7 separate regions of the Mus musculus genome follow, and all the other regions are linked to region 5. Evidence: chromatin contacts called from public Hi-C, HiChIP or PLAC-seq and promoter capture Hi-C data. All regions are on one chromosome and are shown on one strand. The core of a region is the stretch at or near the end of the contact, and the rest is flanking DNA. Distances in the headings are between cores, read along the strand shown.

The links. Promoter capture Hi-C pulls out the DNA fragments that hold promoters and counts their contacts. A called contact is a pair of places that touch in the nucleus more often than the background predicts. HiChIP or PLAC-seq counts read pairs in DNA pulled down with a chosen protein or histone mark.
Region 1: a Hi-C map of embryonic stem cells shows a contact between it and region 5, with 4 times the contacts expected there. The contact joins the enhancer-like site here to the promoter of Topbp1 in region 5. A contact is called at or near these places in 2 of 39 promoter capture datasets (hippocampal neurons and liver), 1 of 484 Hi-C or Micro-C datasets (embryonic stem cells), 3 of 115 datasets of contacts at active chromatin or transcription factors (embryonic forebrain, embryonic stem cells and large pre-B cells) and 1 of 9 other capture datasets (pancreatic islet).
Region 2: an H3K4me3 HiChIP or PLAC-seq map of pro-B cells shows a contact between it and region 5, with 4 times the contacts expected there. The contact joins the enhancer-like site here to the promoter of Topbp1 in region 5. A contact is called at or near these places in 1 of 39 promoter capture datasets (pre-B cells), 1 of 484 Hi-C or Micro-C datasets (CD4 T cells) and 6 of 115 datasets of contacts at active chromatin or transcription factors (the SCID.adh cell line, astrocytes, embryonic stem cells and 3 more).
Region 3: an H3K27ac HiChIP or PLAC-seq map of extraembryonic endoderm stem cells shows a contact between it and region 5, with 8 times the contacts expected there. The contact joins the promoter of Nphp3 here to the promoter of Topbp1 in region 5. A contact is called at or near these places in 13 of 39 promoter capture datasets (the 3T3-L1 cell line, 3T3-L1-derived adipocytes, the C10 cell line and 9 more), 2 of 15 datasets of contacts at CTCF or cohesin (large pre-B cells and pro-B cells), 12 of 484 Hi-C or Micro-C datasets (B cells, CD4 T cells, CD8 T cells and 8 more), 15 of 115 datasets of contacts at active chromatin or transcription factors (the 230-238 cell line, astrocytes, cardiomyocytes and 12 more) and 3 of 9 other capture datasets (adipose tissue, embryonic stem cells and liver).
Region 4: a contact with region 5 is called in an H3K4me3 HiChIP or PLAC-seq map of embryonic stem cells, with 8 times the contacts expected there. The contact joins the promoter of Amotl2 here to the promoter of Topbp1 in region 5. A contact is called at or near these places in 2 of 39 promoter capture datasets (the 3T3-L1 cell line and cranial neural crest), 3 of 484 Hi-C or Micro-C datasets (embryonic stem cells, nephron progenitors and reprogramming fibroblasts) and 4 of 115 datasets of contacts at active chromatin or transcription factors (embryonic stem cells, forebrain and stem cell-derived neural progenitor cells).
Region 6: a contact with region 5 is called in a promoter capture Hi-C map of pre-B cells, with 5 times the contacts expected there. The contact joins the promoter of Dnajc13 here to the promoter of Topbp1 in region 5. A contact is called at or near these places in 3 of 39 promoter capture datasets (hippocampal neurons, neutrophils and pre-B cells), 1 of 484 Hi-C or Micro-C datasets (CD4 T cells), 4 of 115 datasets of contacts at active chromatin or transcription factors (the SCID.adh cell line, astrocytes, large pre-B cells and 1 more) and 2 of 9 other capture datasets (liver and macrophages).
Region 7: a contact with region 5 is called in a promoter capture Hi-C map of neural stem cells. The contact joins the promoter of Uba5 here to the promoter of Topbp1 in region 5. A contact is called at or near these places in 6 of 39 promoter capture datasets (cranial neural crest, hippocampal neurons, liver and 3 more), 3 of 484 Hi-C or Micro-C datasets (B cells, CD4 T cells and CD8 T cells), 5 of 115 datasets of contacts at active chromatin or transcription factors (the 230-238 cell line, astrocytes, embryonic forebrain and 2 more) and 3 of 9 other capture datasets (adipose tissue, embryonic stem cells and liver).

Annotation. Positions count from the first base shown.
Region 1 is chr9:104,034,135-104,036,890 of GRCm38.p6, reverse strand. It overlaps Nphp3 (nephronophthisis 3 (adolescent)), which reads right to left. Exons shown (of 27, transcript NM_028721.3): 19 at 2,391-2,513; 20 at 999-1,185; 21 at 611-852. Among named protein-coding and RNA genes, the nearest start is that of Uba5, 28 kb to the left of the region's middle. Within about 2 kb of position 1,415, at least 21 of the 459 cell types and tissues checked have an H3K27ac peak or open chromatin away from gene starts, as enhancers often do. A contact at or near this core is called in embryonic stem cells, where this site is marked.
Region 2 is chr9:104,242,733-104,245,596 of GRCm38.p6, reverse strand. The region is part of intron 2 of Dnajc13 (DnaJ heat shock protein family (Hsp40) member C13); the gene reads left to right. Among named protein-coding and RNA genes, the nearest start is that of Dnajc13, 19 kb to the left of the region's middle. Within about 2 kb of position 1,311, at least 57 of the 459 cell types and tissues checked have an H3K27ac peak or open chromatin away from gene starts, as enhancers often do. A contact at or near this core is called in pre-B cells and pro-B cells, where this site is marked.
Region 3 is chr9:104,001,142-104,003,841 of GRCm38.p6, reverse strand. It overlaps Nphp3 (nephronophthisis 3 (adolescent)), which reads right to left and starts at 1,298. Exons shown (of 27, transcript NM_028721.3): 1 at 681-1,298. The coding sequence starts at 1,061. It overlaps Gm33054 (predicted gene, 33054), which reads left to right and starts at 1,483. Exons shown (of 2, transcript NR_168653.1): 1 at 1,483-1,540; 2 at 1,808-2,082.
Region 4 is chr9:102,716,410-102,719,147 of GRCm38.p6, reverse strand. Amotl2 (angiomotin-like 2) reads right to left here and starts at 1,344. Exons shown (of 10, transcript NM_019764.2): 1 at 1,246-1,344.
Region 5 is chr9:103,304,008-103,306,789 of GRCm38.p6, reverse strand. It overlaps Topbp1 (topoisomerase (DNA) II binding protein 1), which reads right to left and starts at 1,463. Exons shown (of 28, transcript NM_176979.5): 1 at 1,419-1,463; 2 at 603-693. The coding sequence starts at 686.
Region 6 is chr9:104,261,547-104,264,246 of GRCm38.p6, reverse strand. Dnajc13 (DnaJ heat shock protein family (Hsp40) member C13) reads left to right here and starts at 1,317. Exons shown (of 56, transcript NM_001163026.1): 1 at 1,317-1,548.
Region 7 is chr9:104,061,746-104,064,445 of GRCm38.p6, reverse strand. Uba5 (ubiquitin-like modifier activating enzyme 5) reads left to right here and starts at 1,325. Exons shown (of 12, transcript NM_025692.3): 1 at 1,325-1,654. The coding sequence starts at 1,500. Acad11 (acyl-Coenzyme A dehydrogenase family, member 11) reads right to left here and starts at 722. Exons shown (of 20, transcript NM_175324.4): 1 at 543-722. The coding sequence starts at 685.

The sequences.
Region 1 (2,756 bases), core at 166-2,665, 730 kb before region 5:
TGGTCGAGATGCCACTCAGTAGGTACAAGAACTTTTAAAAAGTGTGTTGTCTTCCTCATTATGGTATCAGGGATCGCACTCAGGGCCATACACAACCAGGCAAACGCCCCATTGCTGAAGTATAGCCTGGCTTTGAAAACCTGTTTATTGTACTGCGGATCAGCCAAGCTCTCCTACAAATGGTGTGTAGTTGATATTTTAGGCTTTGTGGACTTCATGATCTGTGTCAAAACTAAGAAAACCTTCTGGTGGAGCACAGAGGCAACCATGGACAATATGCAAATAAAACATATGGCTGGGAGCCAATAAAACCTTCTTGCCAAACTGGACTCCGCCACTAAGAAGAATGGCTCATGGTCCCTGTAGTTGCAACGTGCTTAGCATTATAGTGATGAAGCCTGGTGGAAGAGCTCTAACTAGATCACCTCAAAGCTCATGCGCTGTCCTTCATGCAGCTTTCTGTGTGTATGTACCCCCGAAGACCAGGAAATACCATCTGACCATGACACAGAGGATAAAGAAAATAAACAGATGCAAACCTACCACTTCCATACATTGGAAACACCCATTCGCTTCGTGAGGTCTGAGGGTGAAGCCATCTAAGACTTACTTATTTTGTTTGTGGTACAGAGTCGCCAGCGCCTCCAGTTCACGAGCAGCATGCGGATGGTCTGCACCATAAGCGTTTTCTGAGATCTCCAAGGCCTGTTTATACAGCTGCTCCGCATCCCCGAACTTCTTCCACTGCACGTACACACCGGCCAGTTGGTGGAGGGACTGGGCTACTCTCGGGTGATCAGGATCTAAGGCTGTCTCCCGAATTTCTAGGGACCTCTGCAAAGGCACCACGGCCTGGGAACAAAGGCACGAGAGGGGCTGATCAAACACAGCAATTCAACACCACAGATCTCAGCGCCAACAAAAGAAAAAAACCTCCCGTCCTGGGAGGAGAGAGGTGTAAACGTGAGTCATCCTGCCTTTGGGTCCATTGAGGTTACCTGACTGAGAAGTCCTAGGTCCTTCAGAAAGCGGCCGAGGGTTTCATATAGGTCGGCTAGGCACAGCATGTTCTCCTCGCCTTCGCTGTTCTCATACTGCTTCAGTGACTCAAAGTACTCGGTCGCCATGGCACCTTTGTCTTTGCCTACAAACTGCCAGTAACTCAGCAACTCGGCGAAGTGTCCTCTGTTCCAACAGACAAGGCTAACTTAATGGAAAGCACATTTTAAAACCCACAGCAAATGAAAACGTCAGAATTCCTTCCTACGGAGCTGTAGGCAGTTTATTTAGAGGCAAGTATTGCACGGGGACCGTGAGGCCAGGCTTACACTGCCATCCATCCCACATCTCCTGGCTGCAGTGTCTGGCAGCAGGCTGTCTGACCTCTCACCTCTCACCACTGTCTATACAGAAGGGGTTACCAGCGCCACCTGCTGTCCGAGTGTATAGCACTCGGGAAGGCATTTGCCATGCCGGCAGCCATGGCTAAGATCTTGCTTCTTCCCTGATGCCTATTCACTGGAATCCCGGGTAGACATTTGATGCTAAAGTTAGCTCAGCTCACCTCCAAATCATTTTTAAATGATGGGAATTAAGCAGCAGAAACTAGCGAGACGGGTCATCTCGTATAGCAACCTCGTGATTGCCCCGAGGAACTGGAGGGAAACGGAACAGGGTTCGTTTGCAGGTGATATTTGCAGGAGGGTGAGAGAGATGCCATGCCAAAGGCCATATGTGAAATGTGAATCCACAGGGCTCACAGGCAGCTTGCAAGGAGCTCAGCGGGTCCAACAATGAAATTTGTGAGCTCAGCAGGGGCAAATCAAATTCTACATCTGATTTCTAAATTTCTAAGTGAGGCAGAAAACAAACCAAAAATCCTTCCTGCGGCTTAGTAGGTGAAAAGCCAGGCTAATAAGAGGGCAGTTACGCCATTAACAAATTCAAATGTATCCAGAGGCAACGGAAGTAACATTGTAGAGCAATGTTTGCGTTAACCCGGTCAGATTCCACTGGGAGCCCAGAATCTGGTTAAAAGTGACACTAGGGAGAGATCTGGTGGCCCTGAGGAGCTGAGGTTAGGAATAATTTCTCTGCACCATTTAAAATCTGCTTAAATGTAAGAGTAAGGTATGATACTGCTGCCCTGGGATCACTCTAGCTGATTTTTGAAAAGCAGCAATATACTTTCCCCCTAACAAAGAAGATCTCATGACAATTTATAAACCGTCACGGAATCCCTCACGCTTATTGTTTGTATTTCTGGTGCTACTGAGACTACTCAGATTTTAAATTTTAAAGCAATTGCATTTGCCAGTGTTGTTACATAAAACAACCAGCTGGTTAAAGCTGACCCTCCCGGGAGAGGTGATCTAGAAGACGCTTCGGACCTTTTGTAAAGGTTCTGAGCCACGAGGAGGTTGAGGAGGCAACTGTGCAGCTTCTGTTTGCTCCCCTGCTGCTGGAAGAGCCATGGGAGCTCATCTGCGCTTCTCCAGGTCACTCTGTCCTGACTGGAAAGGGAGGAGACCACAGTGAGACCTTTGGCAACAGAGGCCTCCGGTGGCTTCAGGAGACCACAGGAGGGAGAGAAACACATTTAACCACGATTTCTGATTCTAGTATAATCCAAAGCCAAGAAAGCTAGGCCAAATACGAGGAACAGTTACCATCCTCACTGAGACAAGTCCCTGATCTTCTAGACCAGACCCTTCTCTAGGCTGATATGAGGAAGGAGATAGAACATTGAAACATTG
Region 2 (2,864 bases), core at 62-2,561, 940 kb before region 5:
TCACCCATTTTTAATTAAGTTCTCTCTCCGATTGCTCAGCTATAGAAATTCTTTACTTTAAACACAAATCCTATCCTAGATCAGTGTTTGGCACGTATTGTTCCAGTGCTGAGGGATGCCTTCCAACTCTCCTGATGCCATTGTATAAAAGTACACAGTTTTTAATTTTCATGAAATCCATCTTGTCTTCTTTTGTGTCTCTTGTTCTTTTTGTCATTTGTAAGAAGCAATCTAAGGTTACAATGGATTTCCTTTTGTGACTTCTATAACTTTAATTTTAATTAATTTTATGTGGTGTGCAATGAAGATCTACATATACTTGAATCACTTGTTGAAAAGAAAAGACCATTCTTTTCCCATTGAATGTTTGACACCCTTGCCAAAATGTGAATTCTCAATTTGATTCCATTGATCTGGATACCCATCTGTGATAAAGTCCCTAATGTGTTGGTTTGATTTAATGTAGTTTTCTACCCTTTGAGACAGGGAGGTATGAGGCTGCAACCTCAGAGTAATGTTGACTATTCTGCATTTCTTGTACTGCTGTATCACTTTTTCAGAGAATTGTTAATCTCACTGCAAGTGGCTGGGGTTTTAGTGGCGTTGACTCGGCAGAGCTAATGTTTCCCACCCATAAACAGAAGACCTTCCACTTACTTGGCGGTTCCTTTCAACAGGGTTTTCTTTTCAATCCCCTTTTCTCAGTGGTTTCAGTTTGCTGTGTGCATCGTGCAGCACTAAAATCCATTGTTCTTATTTATTTTCTGACCAATTTGAATCTGAGTTTAAAATATTCTTCAACAGTCTTAACATAAAAAAATTAAAACACGAATCAAAATTTTATTATTTATTTATTATTTTTGTGGGGGGGGGGTTCAAGACAGGGTTTCTTTGTGTAGCCCTGGCTGTCCTGGAACTCACTCGGTAGACCAGGCTGTCCTGGAACTCAGAAATCCGCCTGCCTCTGCCTCCCAAGTGCTGGGATTAAAGGCGTGTGCCACCACTACCCAGCCATGAATCAAAATTTTATTTTTAATTCCTAGTTGAACCTTCTCTCTAAAAATGTATTTATACAATACATTCTCCATGTGATATTTTTTCTTTTCTTTGTTTTTTTTTTTTTTTTTAAGAATTGGGGCCTGTTTTAAGAGATTCTAGACACATACACATTGCTATTCCATCTGGGGAAATTTACTGATTGTGGCAATCAAATGAATACGTACCTCTGCTTTCTCTTCACGGGCCTCACTTAGAGATAACCTTCCAGGTTGTGCCTCAGAGATGTCACGTGACCCATTTCTGTATCTTTGTGCGGTCCCACCGGGCCTCACTTGCAGGTGCTTCCTGCTTTTATGAGTAAAGGGTTGTTGTGAGTCTAGTCCACGGGCTGGCAAAGCAGCTTTCTTCTCTACTTGTTTCTCCCACTCGGGAAGTCCATACATAATTTAATTACATGTTTCTTCTGGGAACAAGAAAGGGAGACTACAGAGAGTAAAAGCACTTTTCTTCCATGAAAAAAATGTCCTCTTTGGGTTAAGCAAGCCACTTAAGGCCGGAAGGAAGGAACAGATGTTCAGCTAAAGTGGAAGTGCAGATCCACTGTGGGAACTTCAGAGTCACATGTTGGTTTTTCTAGATGGAATCTACGAGGATGGACTTCTCCTGGATCACTCCAGTATTTGTTGGCAGAGCAGATGCTATAAATTTGAATGGGACTTTAGTATCCAAACAGGATTTTAAGCACAGTACTAGTAGAAAATTGACATTTGGCCTGTGAAATTCAGTGACAGATGCTCATATTAGAGACAGTCATGGTGACTGACCCCAGAGCAGGATGGGGGTGAGGGGAGGGGAGGAGAGGAGGACAGTGAAGCCGGTAACTTGTTATGCTTATGTTCAGGAGCAAGCTGGACAAGAGAAGAGATGCCTTTTTCTTTTCTTCACAACGTAAAAAGAAATTCTCAAATCCAAATAAAACGACCACAAAACCCCAGGTTGCTAAAGCCTCCCTGAGGGAAAAGAAAGCAAGAGGTCTTATGTAGCTTACTCCACATTGAACAAAGCTGTAGAGATTGAAGTAGCATGGCCCTGGGTAAAGCAGAGCTTTGGAGCCGAGTAGAGGCTAGTGTAGACCTAGCATCCATGGCGGTGGTGAGTTGAGGAGGGATGGCCTTTACAGTGCTAGTGCTGGGAAAGTTGGATGTACACAAAGACACAGATGATGATACTACACCCTCACCTCTCACCAGTTCGAAAAACCAATCCCAATACAGGGCCTAAACCAAAATGTTGAGAAGAAAACACAGAAATATTTTAAGGTATTGAAATGGCTAAGATTTGGGGGGGGGGGGCAGGATAGAGTAACAAGACTCTCAAGCACAGGAAAAGAAAGCAAAATAAACACATGCCATCAAACTGGAAGCCTGCTACTGAACCAGAGCAAGTGGGGACGCGCTCCAGAGTGAGAGAATGTCACCTGCAAATTATTCAGTTGACCAGGGGCTAATAGTCAGAACCTGGAAGGAACTCCAGGAGCCAAACAGACAAAAAGCTGGGGACAAAAGCACTACATAGTCATTTTAAAAACATGCAGATGACCACACGTGTGAAAAAATGCTCAGGGTCTTTAATCATCAGGGAAATGTAGTGAAACTGCAAGGTGTCACTTCACCTTATTAAGAATGGCATCACCAGGAAGACTAAAGGCAGGTCCTGGGGACGACAGATAGGAAGTGGCCTTTAGACTGTTGGTTGGAATGTAACGTAGGATACTTAAGAGAGGTCTTTAAAAACGCCAAAGCAAAACTATTATAGGATACAGATAAACTACTATTGGGTATATAAACAAAAGAGACAATTTAAAA
Region 3 (2,700 bases), core at 49-2,548, 700 kb before region 5:
GTGCCGGGAGCTCTTGGGCTGTCAGAGATCCCTCTCACAGAAAAGAAAGGTATAAACAAATGACCACCAGAGAGGCTCCGAACCCACGGCATATAGTCCCATATTTTTACTCCGAGAAGTTCTGCTTTACCTAGTATCCGAATGAATCAAAGGCGATCTGTTATAAGGCCTACAATAGCATTGCAGTAACTGTTTAGTCCATTAACTAAATGGACTAAGAGAGTTTGAGTACTCTCAGGGAAGACTTTTAATCACAACAGTTAAAAACCATAAAATCAGGAGGTTTCCAGAAAAATTCCTATCGTATCATTAAACCCCAGAATCTGCCGAACTTCGCGAAGAAAACTAACCCAAGAACTCCATTTTGGAGATACCTAAAACCGGGAGGAGTTTGTGTGTAGTTGCTCTGAGAAATTTTTCGACTTCAGGACTTGGGTTGATTCAACGTGTCTTAATGAATGAACCGTAAATTGAAAGGGGCAGGGGAAGATGCTGATAAGAAATTAGTTTACACTCAAATAATGATTCCACATAAAGGAGGAGCAGCTTTTGCACAATTTAGAAAACAACTTGGTTTGTAGCTGGGGTAGGATGGTGGTGCCACCAAGCGGCTGAGCGGTGCGCTCGGGTCTCAGTTTCCTCAGAGCCTCCCGCTTGCGACGCTCTCGGTCCCGCGTTACCTGCAGCTCCGCCCGCAGCCGCTTGTTCTCCGTGTCCAGCTTGGCCTCTCGGCGGCCCATGGACAGCAACTCCTGGTTCTTGCTGACCCGGAAGATCTCATACTCTTTCTTGAGCCGCTCGAACTCGGCCGCCGCATACTCTAGCTCGGGCACAGACGAGCCGGTGGACTTGAAGCTGGCGCCCAGCAGCCCGCCGCCCCCTGCCGCGCGAGGCAGCGACCCGGGCCCGGCTCCCGCGCCCCTGCGGAACGAGCTGCGCAGCAGGCGGGCCTTGGGTTTCACTTCCACCGGGATCTCGCAGGCCTCGCCGCCGCCTGCCCCGTACGTGTCCTCGATCACCTCCCCGCCAGTGGGACTCACCAGCGACGAGGCTGTGCCCATGATGCCCGCGGCCGGCTGAGGCTGAGAGTCGGCTGGGTGCCAGGAGGAGGCGGGACCAGGAGGGCGGGGCCTGTCAAGCGGGGCGGAGCGCCGCAGGGAGAAACCAAAATCAGAGAGGAGCGTGGCCAGGAGCAGGGAGGTGGCCGGGGCGTGGCCAGGCCTTAAGGGCGGGGCCTAGATGGTGGGGCGAGGTGCTGTAGAGGAGAGGGCGGAGTTTGGAGGGAAGAGCGGAGCAGTAAGTGAGCCGGGCCTGGTGATTGGGGAGAAGGGCGTAACGTGGCAACTAGAGGGGCGTGGTGTTGAAGAAGAGTGGCCGTCTTGAGAAGGGGCGGAGCCATACTTTCGGGGCGTGGCCGAGCAAGCTGGGGATGTTAAGGCTAACAGAGAGGGGTGGGACGTAGCAGCGAGAGGAGGTGTGGTCAGTTGAGAAGAGCAGTGCCCAGAGAGAGTGTCGGGCCAGATTTTAGGGTCGTAGCCCGGTAAGTGGGGCGTAAGGCAGCAGCAGAAGAAAGAGAAAACCAGTCAGAGAGTCGGAGAGGTGGTCCTGGCTGGACAACGAGAGGGGGAGTGGCCAGGAGTCCTGTGGGGCGGAGCCAGGCTTTGGGGGCGTGACCAGACACGCGGGGGCGTGCTCTTCTGAATGAGACCAGTAGAGGAGCTGGACAAGGGAGGGTTGAGAGAAATGAGACTCGGGAGGAGAGGAATGGGTATCACGGAGCTGGCGGCCCTGAGAACTTGCTTTGCAGGAGCAGGCGGCAGGACTGAGCTGGGCAAGCTGGGCGGTACCAGGAGATCCGGACATCCAGAAGGGAAGGTTCCAGACTAGGCCCAAACCTACAAGCTCTGCTCCCTCTGCGTGAACTTTGTCTCAGTGAGCAAGAACTAGATCACATACCCATCTGCCCCCGCTCTGCCGCAACTGTTTCTGTGGTCCTGACTAAAGGGCTCTTTTCTGGAGGCAGTTCAGTGCCTAGTGTGTCTCTCAGGAAACATGTAATAAATAATGCCAGCCAGGAAAGAACTTCGAAGCATCACCACTTGAACCCCCCCACCCCCGCGACCCTTCTCTCCCCCCACCCCCATCCTTGATAAGCTCAGGTTTTATAACGCCTGGCGATAAGGATGCCAGGGACCCTATTCTAGACGGAAGAAAATTGTTAAGTACAGGGTTTGCAGGAAGGGAACGCGTGCTACTGTTCCAAGTTGTCCTTGGTCTGCTAACTTATCTTCCTGCCCATCCCAGATTGGTACCCCAGGTTAGAGGGGACAGAAAAGTGAGCAGTGGCTTTGACTCAACACTGTTGTGAGCTGGGTGCTGGTAATCTTTATACTTGCCCTTTTCTTAGGCAGTCTCCGAATGCCAGCCACTCTCTCTGCCATCATCCTCATTACCGGGAGCCTCATTACCCAAGGGGGATATAATCTTATTCCAGTGCTTGCTTACTCCATCCCCAGCTGTAAGAAATCTGGTAGCATTTTAAGCATCAGTCCATGCAGAGCCTCCTTGGGCTGACCTAAGATAGTCTTTGGTGGCTCACTCCATCCACAGGCATCCCTAGGATTCTTGGAAAGCCAACTCTGAGATGTAGATAAGCAAGCAAGATGTCTACCAGAGAATGCTGGGTAGGTACCTGGGGCA
Region 4 (2,738 bases), core at 95-2,594, 590 kb after region 5:
AGACAAAGGAAGGGGGTGGTGGCCCCTTTCTGTGCCATACTAATGCTAGCCCCCTGTCCTACCTCAGTTTGGGAATGGTATGTTGGCAGAGCTGGAGAAAGGTAATGAGCCCTGACGATACCCAAGCCAGCAACTAATCCTCCCCCCCCCCCCCAACTGCACCCTGCAATGTGTAAGACTTGAAGAGTCTGCTCACACGCGGCTTTTTCTACGCGGTATTTCCTAAGTTAATCACTGTCTGGGCTGACTCGCGCTAAGGATCCGGGAGCGGCTAGAAGGAATGCTGAGCCTTCCCGGCAGATTCCAGGCGCGCCGACTATGAGCCAGGCTCTCGGAGCACCGAACATTTCCGAGGCCTTTCATCGCACAAACGTCCCAATCGAATCCCCTAGATGCACAATCTTTCTTTCAAATACTTATATAAGAGCACTTACTGAAAATCAACTTCCTTACACGGGCGCTGTACCTGGGCTGCACTGGAGCGCTGCACTCGGAAAACCAGCCACCTTTCTAAGCAAACACGGGTCTCTGGCCTTGGCCTGGGCTCACTCCAGCAAAAGGAACCAACGCTAGTCTCCAAGTCAACCAGGCCAGTCCAGGGTCCCGGCGTTACTCACCTCTACCGAGGCAGACCACTAGCACCGGTGGCTGCCCGAGCGCCCCGGGCGAGCAAAACCCGCAACCGCGAGAGGTCTTTAAGCATCGCGGGTACGCCTCTCTCCCTAACCCTCTTTGTTTTCCAAATACTTCAGCGCTGACGTCACCGGACTGGACAGCAGGCTGCATTCTTTCTAAGTGAGAGCCAGTTCGTGGCTCCGCAGAGGATTTTCCAAGGAAGACAAAGAGGAATTCTTGAGCTAGCTGAGGGTAAAAGCCACCTGTATCCCCAATCCAGACAAAGCAGCCACGGTAACCTCATAATTCAGCGAGATATGCCTACCGCAGCTTTTCACTTGCCCCGCACGCGAGACGCACACTCCCAAACACTGATCCTCTGTCCTTCCTCCAGCCCCAGTGGGTCGGAGAATGGTGTCCTCACCCCCACAAAAGCGCGAGCAGTCTAGGCTAGACACCCAGGATCGATCCTCGAAAGGGTTCACAGTCTCCCCTCCCGCTCCCGGGGAGGCTCGTCCACCCCAGCTCCGATCTCCAGAAAGGGTCGGACTGATCGCGGTGTCCCGCTGCTGCTGGGAAGCGTCCCCGCCGGCCTCGCGCACTGCCCGGAGTGCCCGGCACCTTGCTTACCGCTGCGGCCCGCGGCTGCCGGCGCACGCAGACCCGGTTCGGCTTAGGTACAGTCAGCAACGGAGGTGCGCACTAGTCGGTGGCGCCGATGATCTGCTTGCTCGCGCCCCAGTGCGCAGCCTCTAGGTCAGCCCGCGCTGGAGGCGGCTGCTATGCCAGGAATGTGAGAGTTTCAGGTTCCCCCTCGGGATCAAAGCGAACCACAAATAACCTCTCAGCGCGCCGCCCTCCTCCGCTCTCCGCCTCCCTCCGCTCCCCGGGCCAGCCCCCGCCTTCCTCCCGGGAGGCGGCGCTGCGGCTGGCCGCTGGGCTGGCCTCAGCCTTGTCCCCTTGCCACTCTGGGCTCTGGCGGCCGTGCGGCATTCATTCCCTGCCACCCTGCTTTGTGTCCTAGCTGTTGGGAGTGTCTTAACCAACTCGTCCCAAGATCGCCCCACCACTGCCCGCACCGGGTTCTCACCCTCCATTCCTACAGGCACCGAGGGACGACTCCAGGGATCAGCCTCTCACGCCCCTATGGTGGCTGTAAGAAGGGTCTGTGGCGTTTTGGAAATGGCGGGAGGACTGCACAGCAGTTCACATCCGCCCAGCCTTGACAGTGTTGCAGACGAAACGATGTTTCGGCCCGCCGCTGCCCAGCCTCTTTCCTAACTCCTACTATTTCACCCCCCAGCGGCAAACTTTGAATTGCACTTTTATTGTTTACAAACACCTTGGCCAGCTCTTTTAATCCTGCCTCTACAGGAAGTGTGTGAATCTGGGTTGAAAATCTGGTGGATTTAACCCACTACCTAACTAAATGAATCAACCACTCACTGGGCATTCGGTCCAACTCCTCCCTAACTCCGCTCATCTTTAAGCCAAGCACGCGGCGGGTCACCACTTGCTTTTTACTCGGCCATCCGACTCCAGTAACCCTCCGACGGTGCTCTTATCATGTCTGTAATAAATAAGAAACCAAGGTTCAGAGAGTCTAAACAACTTGCCTAGGGTCACACAGAGAGTAGCCAATGAAGCCAGGTCCCTTTTCTTGGTCTTCAAAATCCGGTCTCCGTAACCTGACAAGGCAGAGAGTCTCTGCTTCCACCTACCTGTCCCGAGTTTCAGTGTCTTTTCCACCTCGTCTACACCTAGCCAACCCTCTTTGTCTTCCGCTTCTCTGGCTTTTGGTGTGGAATCGACTCCTTTGTCATTTGGACCCTTCTACTTCCCCAGGAGACTCCTCCAGCTTAGCTGCTCTGACTCCCTCCCCTCCCCGCCCCCCCCACCCTCTTTCTGGTTAGAGCGTGCATTCCTCAGTCCCATCCACCTCGAATCAGGACCAATTTCTGCTGCGGGACTGCCGGGCCCAACCCCCTCCTTCCCTCGGCGTTCTCAATTCCTAAGTTTGCTGGAGGGGACCAAGGACAAGAAACCTTTCAAACTCAATAGTCAGGGATGTGGTTATTTTTGTATAAAGCTTTCCTTTAAAAGGGAGGGGTTCTCAGGAGTTA
Region 5 (2,782 bases), core at 214-2,713:
TGGGTTGGGATCCCAAGGCTCTGCATTTCTAATAGATTCCCAAGCTACAAGGACATTACTAGGGTTTGTGAATGGCAAAGCTCAAAACTACTCCCATCATTCATTCATTCATGAATATGTGTGTGTGTGTGTGTGTGTGTGTGTGTGTGTGTGTGTGTGTGTATGAGAGACAGAGAGAGAGAGACAGAGAGAAAGAGAGAGAGCAAGCAATGAACCAAAACTATTGCATTGTGACTCCGTTTTTCAGTGCTTAAAGGATCAATGGGGTTAGTAAACAAAACAAGTCAGGAACTCTAAGTCAGAGGACTGGGAAGATGGCTCAGACACACACACAAACAGACACAGACCGGGCGGGGGTAGGGGATCAAACTGTAGGTTAACATCCAATTGTCACAATAGATTTCAATCCTCCCAAAAAATATAATGGTAAACTTGCATCAACTAAAAATTATATAGCAGTGATTTATCTGTATTAAGCATATGCTATAGCAAAATTTCATTAAAATTATCTACTTCTAAGACATAAAATCCAACAAAGCAAAAACATTTAAAACATGAAAATGAGCTCAAGTATCAAATAAGACATATCCATTAATTCTTACCTCAAGAGCTTTAAAAAAGCATTCTGAATTGTCCGAAGACTTTAAAAACTTCACAAGAAACGGCTCTTGGTCATTTCTGGACATAGCTGAACTGTGAGAATAAGGCAGTCAAGAAGAACAAAAGTCAGTCAGTCAATCAGGGAATTAAATGTACAAGTCAACTATTTTTGTAGGGTTTTTGGTTTTTTTTTTTTTTTTTTTTAGTTTTGAGACAAGCCCTGGCAGTCCTGGAATTCGCTCTGTAGACTAGGTCTGCCTGGCACTCAAGAGATGCTCGGCCTCTGCCTCACTCAAGCTGGCAAAAAAGGGAGTGTGCCACTACCGCCCGGCCTGCAAATCAACTATTTTCTTATGCAGACAAGAGTGCCTAAGACATAGCTATCTGGCTTGGTTCATCAATTCATTCAAGATGTTTACAAAGGGCCCCAGAAGGTGGGCAAAGTCGAAGAAGAAAAAAAAGGACACGGATCCTTGCAAACGTGAGAACAAAATGAACGTTCCTGATTGAATCCCCTGAGACCCTTGGTTTGGTCCTCAGTCACTCACTGTTCACTTGCATGGGGCTTAAGACGACGCAGGGCGCCGCTGCGGCTACGGGTACCCACAGCCCGCAAGATTTGCTCCTAAGTTAACGAACTCTGAACGCAAGCAGCCACCGTGCAAGGTCGTGCACGCTCGGCCCAGCTCCCAGGGAAAGGAGCGTCCAGGCCGCGGCTCCCCAGGGACCTGAGGCCCACCCGCCGGTTAGGAGAGGCGCGAAGGCCGCAAGAGGCGCCGGGCGGCCACGCCGGCCGGGAGGAGCCGAAGCTCGCTCACCTAGGTGGAGCCCGAGGGCCCACGGGCACCAAGTCGGGGGGCGCGCGGCCGGCAGGACGGCGGCTGGGGTCGGGCGCCAGCCCGGCGCGCAGCCCCCGCCCTCGGCGGCGCCCCCAACCCGAAGCTAACGCTGCAGAACCCGGAAGGGCCAAGACCGGGAACCGACTTTCGCGCCAACCGAGCGGACGCCACACCTCTTCCGGAGGAAGTGGCGTCATCGGGGCCCCCGCTCTGGGAAGCGGAGCGGTCGGAAGAGGGCGGTCCTTGGGCACGCTTTCCCGAGATGCTCTGGGGTCTGGGTTTGCGGCAACAGTTTCGGCTGCGGCGCAGCTCATCGTTCGTGGCGAGGGCCTGCGGGCGGCCGGACCGATCAGCCTTAAGTCCAGAACGTGCAGAAGTGGGGCGAGGGGGTCCAGTGGCGAGTTCTCCTGACGGTGCCGGGGCAGCGCATGAAGCTAATAGCGGCTTGTGGGTGGGAGGATGTTAAGAAAGTCAAGGTCTGACTCCCCAAAGTGGATGAACAATCAATCCTTACCAAAGCCAAAAACAGTAACGGAAAGAAGACTGGGTGATGAAAGGCACGCTAGATTATTGATTAGGTTATATTCACATTCAAGACTTTTAAAATATGTATTTCTAAGCCGAGCAGTGGTAGAGCACACCTTTAATCCCAGCACTTGGGAGGCAGAGGCAGGCGGATTTCTGAGTTGCCAGCCTGGTCTACAAAGTGAGTTCCAGGACAGCCAGGACTATATAGAGAAACCTGTCTTGAAACTCCACCCCCCCCCCCCCAAAAAAAAGTATTTCTAGATATCCTCTATCAGGTGTATAATTGGCAAAGATTTTCTCCCATCTGTATGCTTATTCATTTGATTAATTTTTCTTTGCTGTGCACAACCTTTTAACTTCACGCAATCCCATTTCATTTGTCCGTTGTTCGTATTATATCCTGAGCAACTAGGGCCCTATTCAGAAAGCCCTTGACTATTTTGGTTTCAGGATTTCAGTTCTGACATTAAGGTCTTTAATCCATTTGGAGTTGATATTTGTGTAACGCAAGAGAGATTAAGATCTAGTTTCCTTCTTTTATGTATGGCTATCCAATTTTCCCGGCACAGTTTATTACAGAAGTTGGTTTTTTTCTTTTCTGATGTGTACTTCCGGCATTTTGTGACAAAGAATCTTTACTTAGCCAAACCTGTAGTCTGACTACTGGTCGTTCTCCTTGTAAAAATCCAGTTAGATCCTGCCACCTTTGATAGCTCATGCCCTTTCTCATTTTTCACTGTCCCCAGGTAATATCTGACTATTCTGGCCTATCTACAGTAAGAAAACTCTTAGGTTCTAACCAAAACCCCATTCTT
Region 6 (2,700 bases), core at 68-2,567, 960 kb before region 5:
ACAAAGCCACGTAAGCACATGCTTTTATTACCCTGGGATAGGCCAAGGGCATCTTGTTTTGTTTTTCATTGTTGTTTTTTCCCCTTTCCACTCTACTTCAGGTCTCATCTTTCCAAGCAAGCCATTTCTGGCTGCTCACAGGCACTTTTATTTCACTGGGACAGTGTGGGAAAGCCTTCCTAAGGAAAAATCTAGTCGTCTCCAGTAACACAAATGGGTCAGTCGGCCAAAAAGTCAAGTCTGTAGAAACCATTTTACATGTTTTTCATCCCAAAACCTCCATCTATGAAACGATTCAACCACAGACGGGGTCCCTGAGAAATTCCAGTTCCAGGGTTGCTACACAATAATAATATTAGGCTCACCAGAGCATTTAAACCTAGAACTGTGTGTCCATACAAGTTTTTTTCCCCCCACAGAATCACGTTTTAGAGGGTAGTCTGCCCCTCTCACATCTTAGATGAGACACCGTCTGTTGCTCAGAGCTCTGACACAATTGTCATCTGTAACTTTGTTTCATTCTGATACTGTCACTCTCCTGAGTTCCCCTCTTCATATAGTTTCAGTGAGTTCCTATCCAGAGAGCAGTTCTTGAGTCAACTTACTTGAGCTCAAATACTAAGTCTACTACTGTGGAACTACACATCAATTTATTATCTGAAAATAGAGGATAATCCCTATCTCAGACGGCTGCAAGTTAATTGACCTTAAGTAGTTGGCCAATTAAATCCTGGCTCTGGGATCAGAGGTCCAGGAAGGCAGCAGTGTTAACTGTCCCAACACTTCACCCGCAAAGGCCTTTGACCTCTGAGGCTTCGGTCTCCATTATCTCCCTGAACACTCAAAACTTAAATCCGCGTTCAGGGTGTGTCAGTAGCGAGTAAAAGTTATGCCCACGATGCAGCTAAACCAGAGATGCGCACTGAGGCTTTCGACGGCTTCGTGGATGCGCCAGGACACTGAAGACTAGGGCTAGGTAACAGAGCTGCTCCTTTGCAGAGTTACAGTAGCCAATGCCAGCGTCTGGCTGAGAGGCGTGTCTCCAGGGATTCAGGGGGCGTGGCCTCTCGGACCGCTCCAGGGGGCGTGGCGCCTCGCCTTCTGCTTGGGCCAAGGCTCTCTTTCGCTAAGCGCACGCGTACTTCCCGAGAGGCGGAACGGCGGGCGGCGCGCACGCGGCGCTTCCCGGAAGACGGCGAATGGGCCACCGAGGGAGGGAGCACAGTGCTCCCGAGGGCGGGGCGCGAGGCGGAAGCGCCGAGGTCAGCTGACAGGGTCTCGTGACGGCCGGGGCGGCGGCCACGCACGCGCGTTAGGGTTCAGCGCTCGCAAGCCTGGTGGAAGATGGCGGCGTCCAGGGCGAGCCTCTGAGAGGCAGAGGGAGGAGCGGAGGGGTGGGGGCCGCGGCGCAGGAACCCGCGGCGACAGGCCCCGGCGGGGAAAAGGAAAGCGAGAGGGGACGGGGCCGGCGGCGCCTCCATCCTACTCAAGACGTGGAGCCGGCGGCGGGCGGAGCTCGGGCTGGAGCGCCTCCAGCCTCCTGCGAAGGTAAAGCCGCCTCCGGCTCTGGGTTTCTGCGATGCCGCTTCCCACCTTCGGGGACCCGGGGGCTCCGGGCAGGGACCCCAGAGCGGGCGGCGTTAAGCTGCTGTGTGTGGCTCGAACCTGCTGAAGCCGCGATCCTCCGTCCAGGGATCCCTGCGCTCGGACCCTCCCCTCCCCCGGCTCTGAGTGACATTTGCCCGGGGCACTGCCCGGCAGCCCCACCCCTCTCTCTGCCTGGCCGTCTTTTCTCCCATCACTATCCCTGTCCCCCACTTCTCTCGGCAACTCTCCCCGACTCAACTCCACACCTCCTTCCCCTGTGGGCTCCGCCCTCGGGATTCCCTCCTGGATGCCGGCGCCTCCGGTTTTCTTAGGTTAGCGGTCCTGCTTCCTTCCTCTGGGGTCCCGCGTAGACTCGATTTTTTTTTTTTTTTCTTTCTTTTTTCCTCGTCTCAGTTTTGTTTCGATTTGATGGGAAAGGAGGGGCAGCTGCTGTTCTCTTCCTCAAGTCCTTTATCAAACACCAAGTTTTCCCCCCAAGGCTTTTCCTTCTTGTAAAGTAGCCTGGCCTGTTCACTGTTGCCCGTGCTGGGCTGTGATTTCACCTCTGAACGCGGCTTTTGGTGTAGGTGAAGCAGCACTTTGGACGCCCAATGAAGTGGGTGTTGAGAGTACACCTGCGTGCCCCCGCCCCCCAAAAAACCCCTATTGTAAGATGCTAAATTAGCCACTCTTACCTTGAAACCGTTTCCCTAATCACTTGGTGGAAGGATGATGTAAATAAAAATCGCCCCCTAACACAGAGATGAACTCCCAAAGTAGTGATTTTTTACTTCCACGATCTGCTTTTCCCGTTTATTCTATAGTTTAGTTTTTTTTTTTGTTGTTGTTGTTTCTAGTGCCTCATTGTTTAACTTAATTTAGCTTACAGCATAAAAGCCCCTTTAATTTTCATATATAGTATAAACCAATGTTTAAGTTGCAATATCGCAAATGGTGGCTCTGGCTGTTAATACCACATTACGTTCAGGGACGGGACCGCCAGTCCTAGTTGAGAAAACACTGAGTTCACATTTGTTTGGAAACAGGAAGTACAAACAAATTAAAGGAGAAAAAGAGGAGCCAGAGTTAAGAAACAGGGATGTAAAGACCTTA
Region 7 (2,700 bases), core at 76-2,575, 760 kb before region 5:
TTACAAAACACCAGACTAAAACCAGATTCACTTGTCAGTGGGGAAAGGTATTCTTGGAGTCACCTCCTCCCGTTTAATTCCCTTGCTTCAAGAACTTAGGCCTTAAGTGGTGCTAAAAACAGTGAAGTGGAATGTCTAGAATCGAATTGGTATATTTTAGCTGGTATTATTAACCTAGCCCCAGGTGACTAAGGTCAATTAAACAAAATGGCACCAGCCCCTCAGAAACTGATCTTTAGATTGTAGCACAGAAGGTCACAGAAGATATCTATTAGGAATTCAAGAGTGTTCAGCCGCAACACTCTCGGTGAATTAGACACATAATTTTAGTCCTTAACAAGACTGCACTGCATAATGGATACTGCACCTCTGCTCCTGCCCTCTAATTCAGACTAGCCTGGGATTCGAGTACAAATTATCCAGGAAGCATCCTTGCAGGGAAAGAAATCCCGACCGGGCAAATGAGACACCCACCCAGGGCCAAAGGAAGCGAAGCACCAAGCACAGACATGTTCCCAGGAGGCAAAGGCTATGGTTGATACCTGTATTGAGTAACAGTCAGCACAGCCCGGGAATCTGACCCAAAGCCCGGCAAGTGCTGATTCAGGTAGGCCTCCAGGGACCTGAGGTCGAACTTGTGCTGGGGTAGCACTTCCACGGTGTCACTGGTGACATCCGTCTCCATGACCGCCACTGTTGTCACCGAGGAATCCACAGACTGTACGGAGGTTGCGCCAAGGCAGAAAGGAGACCGGCACTTGGGGGGGGGGGGGGGGGGGCGTGGTCGGGCGGGGCTTAGGAGAAGCCAATCACCGGGACTCTGGGCAGTGTTGCTGCAAAGCCATGTGGGAGGCGGAGTCTGGGACTCGGAGTCTGGTGGAGAAATAAAAGAATTGCCTGTTGTGGGACCAGACTTAGAATTTACCCTCAGCGTCAGAGCTGGAGTCCTCAGTCTTATAGAAAAACAAGGTCGCAAACGTGACTCTGGCGAATGAAGACAAACAGCTGTCACCCTAGACTAAGGACGCGCCAGCGGAAGACCTGTGCGGTCCGTGCAAGAAGAGAGTCCGCCAGAACCTTGAGCCTGCATTAAAAGACCCTGGTGTTTCTCATGGCCTCCTAGATAGGAAAGACGGAATGGCCGTCGACTTGATCTGGACACATATGATGCTGGCTCTGCTGAGACCTGGGTCTTGGTTCTAGAGAAGAAAGCTAAGTGTTTTGAGGAGTGTTTTTATTTATTATTATTATTTTTTTTTTTTTTTTACCGAGCGGAGCGATGGCGGCGGCGCACCGGAAGTGGCACGCCGGAAGCCCGGTGGGCGTGCCGGAGACGTGTCTTACTGGGAGCCTTGGAGCCGCTTCGCCGGTGTCTGGACCTGGAAGGCTGTGTCTGTTCCTCCTGCGCTTCGTGGGCCCAGCGAGGCAGCGTGGGGAGGCGGCGACGACGGCGACGGCGGCGGTCCGGCCTGGGATCGGAGGCCACCGGGAGCCCAGCCATGGCCGACTCGGTGGAGCGGCTGCGACAGCGGGTTGAGGAGCTGGAGCAGGAACTCGCCCGGGAGAGAACCCGGCGCTCTGGAGGGGACGGCCACTGCGGCCGGACCCGCATCCAGGAGATGAGCGACGAGGTGTTGGATTCCAATCCCTACAGGTGATCCATGACGGGGCGGGCAGGGCCACGCTCCGCGCGAGGGATTCAGCCGGCCTCCTGCCGCTCCTTTCCTGCTGTGGAGGTCCAGTTCCCAGATGGGCAAGGCCATGTCTTATGCTAGTCAGAAGATATTCTTCACCAAGCGAGTTGGCTCACGATTCATCGTAGCATTCGGGAGGGTGAGGTAGAGGGGGTTGTCGTGAGGTCCAGGTCAGTCTGGGCTACAGGAGTTGTAGGCCACTTTGGGCTGTGTAGTGAGACCCCTTTTTTTCTGCAAGGAAGGAAAATAACATTTTATTAAAAAAAAACAAACAATCCAAGCCATCCATCCATATGGTGGAGCTCTTCTGCCTGCTGTCCTGTACCCAGTTTCCTGTCACCATTATCTTTATTAGTCTACCTGGCTCTGCATCGGCTGATGCATAGAAAGCTCTGTCAGAGTATAATATCTCATGTAAAGTCGCCGAGGATAGAGCACCGTTTCCTAAATGCCTCTTGGTGTAACTTAGATGGAGCAGGGTGAGGGAGAGTTAGTTACTAGGGTGCTCACGAATATCCCTGAATATTGGCTTTGCCAGGGCTCCTGACCCCTCCTCTTTGCTCTCCTTAAATGGGCTTAGAAGATTGAGTGGCTTCACTTCTCAGCTTACTGAGTAGTCAGTAACTTAGAACGGTTTCTAACAGCTGCTGAACTTCTGGGTGAGATTGTTCCCTGTAAGTGGGGCCACAGGAACGCCTGTTTCCGCCATAGTTCTGAAGACTGAAGCAGTTTATGTGCAGTTCTTAGAACAGCAGTCGTGCATGGCAAACCTCGTAGACGACCACAGTCGGCAGCATGCTGTTAGACCTCCCGTTACATGTATGTTTCTTCTCACCACGGTCCTAGGGGATTGCTGATCATTTTCTCTCATCCTGGAGGTGAGAAAAGTGTAGGGAGCTATTTTAGATGGACTGCAGTATACAATAGAATCTGTGGCATTAGGTCCCTCCCCAGCAAGTCTCTAAGGCTATAAGCAGTGAGGCTAAAACCTGGGTAGTTTTAAACG